2 separate regions of the Sus scrofa genome follow, and region 2 is linked to region 1. Evidence: chromatin contacts called from public promoter capture Hi-C data. All regions are on one chromosome and are shown on one strand. The core of a region is the stretch at or near the end of the contact, and the rest is flanking DNA. Distances in the headings are between cores, read along the strand shown.

Region 1 (3,156 bases), core at 132-2,631:
CCCAGGGCAGGCAACATTTTTAAAACCATACTCATTGCATATATTGCTGCCAGCATAGGGGCCCCTAATGGCCACTTGAAATGTAAGCCTGCAGAATACAATTTAAGGAAAACAAGAAGACAGGATATTTTTCAGCAGAACGTATGGGCTATTAACACAACAGCAATAGCAACAGACCATGATGGCAAAAGATTTCACCACATATAACCTATTTTTCCTTCGCTCCAGAAGAACTAACCTTGTTCGTTTGACTAGAACAAAACTTAAACCATTTAGAAGGAAGATAAAACGTGTCCTGTCATCAGCAATATATGCTTCTACCTAAACCTCAAAATCCAAAAATGTGGCCGTGATTTCCCTCAGAATGTGAATTCAGTGGCTTATTTTAGAAGCCTGATCCCTTGCTGACTGTACGAGACACATAAATACACGGACTTACCCATTCTTCTGAGCACATTGGAGGCTGCATTCAGTCGCGGTTGTCAGACTCAACGCAGTGAGTCTGTAAAAGGCTCTAACATGCAGGAGCCTTTGACCAGTTTCCTGTGTGCTGTGTCCCAGGCTTTCCGAGTGAAATTGAAGCCGCCAGCCTGAGTTGTTTTTTCCTTAGGAGATTCCTCTCGAGAGCATTGGTTTCATTTTCGGCGACCACTCTGATCCCTCAGTCAGTTTTGAATGTAAGGTATTAATCTCGTCCTCCTCGGACTGCTCAGCTGGTCCATCAAAGCTTCAGGCTGTCCTTTCCGCAGCCCTTAGTTCTCCCGGTCTTAACTTGTTGATGGCAGATGGGCGGCTTGTTGCAGAGAAGAGCTCCTGGAGCAGCATGAGTGCATTTACTGAAAAGCTTTTCCGAGAAACGGCACAAGAATGGATTTGCTTATGTGCTGCGACCACACAGAACTGTATATAGGCTGACGTCACCGGGTGACGTGTCTTTTGTTTGGGTTTTCCAGAAGCTTTACTGTTATAAAGCACTGTGCTTTGTAACAGCGTCGGGGTCGCTGCAAGACCCCCTGATTATAATAAAGCGAGAAAGAAGAACTCCTGACTTAAAAACATGGTATTCCTTCAGTGTAGGAGGCAGCAGTGAGGTTGTAATAAAGGCTGCATTCAAGAAGACCCGTCTGAACAGTGAGTTGGGTTAGCAGAGTGATGATTTTTTAATGCTTGGGAGAGCCAGTGTTAGACTGCCGATTCTGCATAGAGAGATCATCTAAATGGCCGGGAGCCTGCACGATTTATGAAGTGCTGATCTCACAGCAGCCTGTGCAAGTGCCTGCTGCTCTGGTAGTTTTGGAAAGCTGTTCAATCACCTTGTTGCCATGCTTGGTTAGAATAGAAGTATGACTGTGATTTGCTTCAGATGTGTTGGTAAACCAGCTTAAGTGGGCTTGACTTCTTTGTCATTAAGAGTTGAACATCATAAACCAAGAATAAAGGGGAAAACATGTTGGAAAACAAAGTGTTTGGGTATTATGCCCTTTGAGAATTTCAGGAGAAAGCTAATTAAGGAGAAAACCTCCTTCTCTGTCCTGTTTTATAGTAGTGTGATCACAGTGTCAACTGAGAAATATTGCTGATTGGATCCTTGGATGTCTTTGTAGGAGAAGAGGATAGAGAGTCATTTAACATTGCATGCCCTAAGTATTGGCAGTGAACAGAAAGGCTTCAGCACAAGTGATATAGCATGGCCGGCTTCTGACACGATCCCTTGTATTTACTCAGAATTTCACCTACTCTTCAGCTAAAAGGCTCAACTGATGCTGGGCTTGAGGCATTGTGGCCTTCAAACAATAGAGCATTTGCACACTTAATAGCGCCTCCTGGCACACTTAAGAACTGACTTTGAGTCTCAGAGTCACTGTTGTTGTAATCGCTCTTGGGAATATAAAAAGTCACTCAAGTTTTGGAATAGAATTTTCGCTTTGGCTGTTCTTACTTGACCATATACCATCTTCCCCCTGTTGAATGGTATCACTTTACAGAGTTCGATTATGAATATACACCTCCATGTTTATGGTATAAACATTAGAAATATTTATGGGAGTTCCCATTTTGGCTCAGTGAGTTAAGAACCCAACAGAGTATAAGTGAGTATGCGAGTTCCATCCCTGGCCTCGCTCAGTGCATTAAGGATCTGGCATTGCTGCAAATTGTGGTGTGGGTCACAGATGCAGTTCGGATCTGGCGTGGCTATGGCTGTGGCGTAGGCCGGCAGCTATAGGTCCGATTTGACCCCTAACCTGGGAACTTCCCTGTGCCACAGGTACAGCTGTAAAGATAAGGAAAGAAAATATTTCTAGTGTGAGTCAGGGTCGTGTTTTCATTCAGGCCTGACAAAGGTAAGGCCTTCTACACACCTGACCTTACTGATTTGGCCTCCCATGCCACTTCTCCCCGACCACTGGCACTTGTCCTCAGCAGGTCTTAGACCTGAAGGCAGAAGCCTGAGAAGTGCCCATGGTGTCTGTGAAACCAGATCATCAGCCTCTCGGCTTCCAGGGCCTCTGTCCCAACAGGCAAGTCTGAGACGTCATTGTCCGCGAGGGATGTGGTTTCCGCGTGGGGTGCGGACCAGAGTGAGGGCCGGAAGACTCCAAGGTGCCTTCCTCAGGCCTCTGCGGAAAGGGCGGCAACTGCACGTGTGTAGTTTGGCTCCTCTGAGAAGCAGAGTCCAAGATGGGATTAGAAGTCTTAAGTATTTTATTGAGGAAGATGCCTGGGATGTGTCAAGGGGCAGAAGAGACAACAGGACTATTCCTAGGTCTGGTGGAATCTAAAGAGCACGTGGTACGTGCTCCTGTGCATTTTTCTGTGGAGGAGGTTTAGTCAGAGCCTTGCAGGGTCTGTGACCCCAGGCTTCAGGGTGACTCTTCTCTAGGAACTCTCTCCCAAAACTTCCAACAGGGGACTCTGGTCAGGGGGGTCACTTTAAATTTTTCGAAAAGGAAAAGAAGCCCTTGGGATCCTCTAAATGCTCTTCCTCAAGTTAGCCACCCTCTGATGAAAAAACCTTTGCAAGGCGGGAGGAGGTGGATTAAAAATTCTTCCCTAAGTAACCGCTTTAGATCCGTGTGGAGAAAAGCATTAGAATCAATTGGATTAGAGCAACTATGATTAGGAATGAGTTGTATGTGAGAATTTAGAAGGAAAAGC
Region 2 (3,080 bases), core at 497-2,996, 370 kb after region 1:
GTAAATCGATGAAACTAGCACACACCCTCACACCATGAACAAAAATAAACTCAAAATGGATTAAAGACTTAAACATAAGACACCATCAAACTCCTGGAAGAGAACACAGGCAAAACATTCTCTGACATCAACCATACAAATGTTTTCTTAGGTCAGTCTCCCAAGACAACAGAAATAACAAAATAAAACATTGGGACCTAGGGGTCCCCAGTGTGGCGCAGGGGAAATGAATCTGACTAGGAACCATGAGGTTGCAGGTTCAATCCCTGGCCTTGCTCGGTGGGTTAGTGGTCCAGCATTGCCATGAGCTGTGGTGTAGGTCGCAGATGCTGCTTGGATATGGCGTTGCTGTGGCTCTGGCATGGGCTGGGAGCCATAGCTCTGATTCAACTCTTTGCTGGGAACCTCCATATGCCATGGGTGCAGCCCTAAAGAGACAGGAAAAAAAAAAAAAAAGAAGAAGAAGAAAATAATGCCATTTGCAGCAACATGAATGGAACTATAGACTCTCATAATGAGTGAAGTCAGAAAGAGAAAGACAAATACCGTATGATATCACTTATATCTGGAATCTAATATATGGCACAAATAAAACTACCTACAGAAAAGATGATGGCCAAGGGGGAGGGGGAGGGAGTGGGATGGACTGGGAGTTTGGGGTTAGTAGATGCAAACTATTTGCATTTGGAGTGGATAAGCAATGAGATCCTGCTGTATAGCACAGGGAACTATATCTAGTCACTTGTGATGGAACATGACAGAGGATAATGTGAGAAAAAAAAATATATATATACGACTGGGTCACTTCGTTGTGCAGCAGAAATTGACAGAACATTGTAAATCAACTATAATAGAAAAAACAAAAATCTTAAAATTAAAAAAAATTGTTGGCAGATGACAAGGGCATTGGTTAACTCCCAGGGTTTTGTCTGACAAATGTGTCAGCTGCAATATGTGGGCAGAGCCAGTAGGATGCTAGGGAGGGGCTGGGAAGTGGCTTTGGAATTTGGAGAATTATGGAATGGATTTAGGAATGCTGCTGGGTCTTGCTCCTCTAGCCCTTGTTCTTCAGCTTCACCAACTGTTCAGCAGGACAGAATCATATTGACTCCAACCAGCAAGGGAACTAGTTGTTTAGTGTCGAATAGAAATGCTGGTAACTTGGTGAGCAATATGTCCAGATCAAGGATGTGGCCTCTTAGGCTGGGTGTGCCACGGTGAAAGGAAGTTTGGAAGAGCGAGCCTGTTTTCTTTGGCTGTTGCAGCTCAGCTAAGGATGTGGTCCCGCAGGTTAGGCTATAGGAGTGAAGGACATAAATCTCCTGGAAAGATCCCAAAACCAAGGTGACCAGTGTGGGTGGACGATCCATTCGCCGGGTGACAGAACTGCTGAAGAAAGCCCGAAGGAGGATCTGTGTGGGAGGTGGAAAAAGCGTGGGCTGAGCTTGCAGCAACTGAAAGGCGCCACACGTGTGAGATGAACCCGCCGAGCTCGGTGGGGGCGGACCGGAAGCACCGCCTCACTACCACACGCCAGGTTTTCTCTTTAGCAGCTTCAAACCCAGGGCCCTTTCCATCCGTAAGGATGGATGGGATGGGTGTCTCATCAACACAGCGATGGTTTGGATACCTACCCTTTCTCTTCTGGGTGCTAACCCCTAGGAAGTATGATCACCTCTGCCACAGCTCCCCCTATTTTCCTAACCCCGCCCTTGTTGGGCGGGTTTTCTTAGCCCCGCCCACCGAGAACCGCCCCGTAGCCGCCCCGGGGCGGGGCTTCTCCCGACTCCCGGCTGCCCTTTCCCCTGCGGCCTCCGCCGGGGCCGGAGTGTCCCTGCCGAGCTCCCGACACCAAGGGTGAGTAAGGGCAAAGTAGGGACAGCTCACCTTGGAGGTTTACTAGCCAAAGGCGAAAGGCTGCGGTGGAGGGGCTTCTTCCGAGGCACGCGACCAAACCGGGGTTCGTTCCCTCGTGACCCAAGATTTGGAGGGTATCTTCAAGAGACGCTGGGGGATCGTAGTCGCCCCCTCTTTCCTACCATCCTTGTGGTCTCTGGAGAGTCCGCTAGAGCCGGTCTCGGACTCCCGTAGAGCCAGTCTCGATGCTCCTGAAGCACCAGGGCCGGGGGACTTGGGAAGGTTTGTGAGGAACACGTGCTCGGGTGGAGCTCGGTCAGACCCTTCAACCCGAGCCCGGAAAGGGGGCAGGCTATTTTTAGATTTGTTTTTCGATTTGGACGAGGAGCTTCCTCTCTTTTTCGTTTTCTCTAAATTGTTTGCAGCTGGTTAGGAGTGAAATTCGAGGATGGCTGGGAATATAGTCTTAGATAACCTCACCTTACATAAATAAGGTAAATTATAAGGATGAGGGGGTAGGAATGTTTATTAAAAATTTTGCAAACATTTTGGTCAATGTTTTAAACCGGTCCTTTGGATCGTTGGCAGGAATGGCAACCTAACTGCCTCCAGTTCCTTTCACATCCATTACTGCATCCAATTATTTTTTAAAAGGTTGCTTTTATGGTTCATGTAATTGAGGCCCTTGTCGATCTAGTTTTAACCAGCCTTTCCAATTTTTCACTGCCCATGGCTTTCCCAGGATTAACTTGCCCTTCTCCTTACCAGTATTTATCATCTCCTGGCCTGGGATGGAGCTGCCGGTAAAAGCAAATGTTACTGACTGCCCAGAGTCTATAGGAGATGCTTTCCTATAGGCTTAGTTTATATTCCATTTAAATCTCCCAACCACCCTATATACTATTATCAACACCCCCATTCGATCAGTAAGGAGACTGAAGTCCAGAGAGTTTTTTGCCCACTGTCACATGGCTGCTAAGCAACAAAGCCAAGCTTCCTGATACTTATTAACTTGCTGCTGTGGAACTACTGTGAGATACAAATGAAAATGACCTATGAAATAGGTCTGATCCAGAGAACTATTTATTTTGTTGTCTGATTGTTCTGGGGCTCAGGCCTCACTAAGTTAAGGGGTTTTGAGGGTAGGAGTCTTGAACGCCACACAAGAGTTCACGAACTTGGCTGACTCTAACCTGGAGTGCTTTGATTGCAGAGGGCCCAGC

Evidence for each region. Promoter capture Hi-C pulls out the DNA fragments that hold promoters and counts their contacts.
Region 2: a contact with region 1 is called in a promoter capture Hi-C map of fetal skeletal muscle, with 5 times the contacts expected there. The contact joins the promoter of MATR3 here to the promoter of LRRTM2 in region 1. A contact is called at or near these places in 1 of 5 promoter capture datasets (fetal skeletal muscle) and 1 of 47 Hi-C or Micro-C datasets (fetal skeletal muscle).

What each region holds. Positions count from the first base shown.
Region 1 is chr2:140,808,632-140,811,787 of Sscrofa11.1, forward strand. It overlaps LRRTM2 (leucine-rich repeat transmembrane neuronal protein 2), which reads right to left and starts at 1,382. Exons shown (of 2, transcript XM_005661706.3): 1 at 440-1,382; 2 at 1-88. The coding sequence starts at 443. The region is part of intron 7 of CTNNA1 (catenin alpha-1); the gene reads left to right.
Region 2 is chr2:141,177,769-141,180,848 of Sscrofa11.1, forward strand. MATR3 (matrin-3) reads left to right here and starts at 1,747. Exons shown (of 17, transcript XM_021084863.1): 1 at 1,747-1,857; 2 at 3,071-3,080.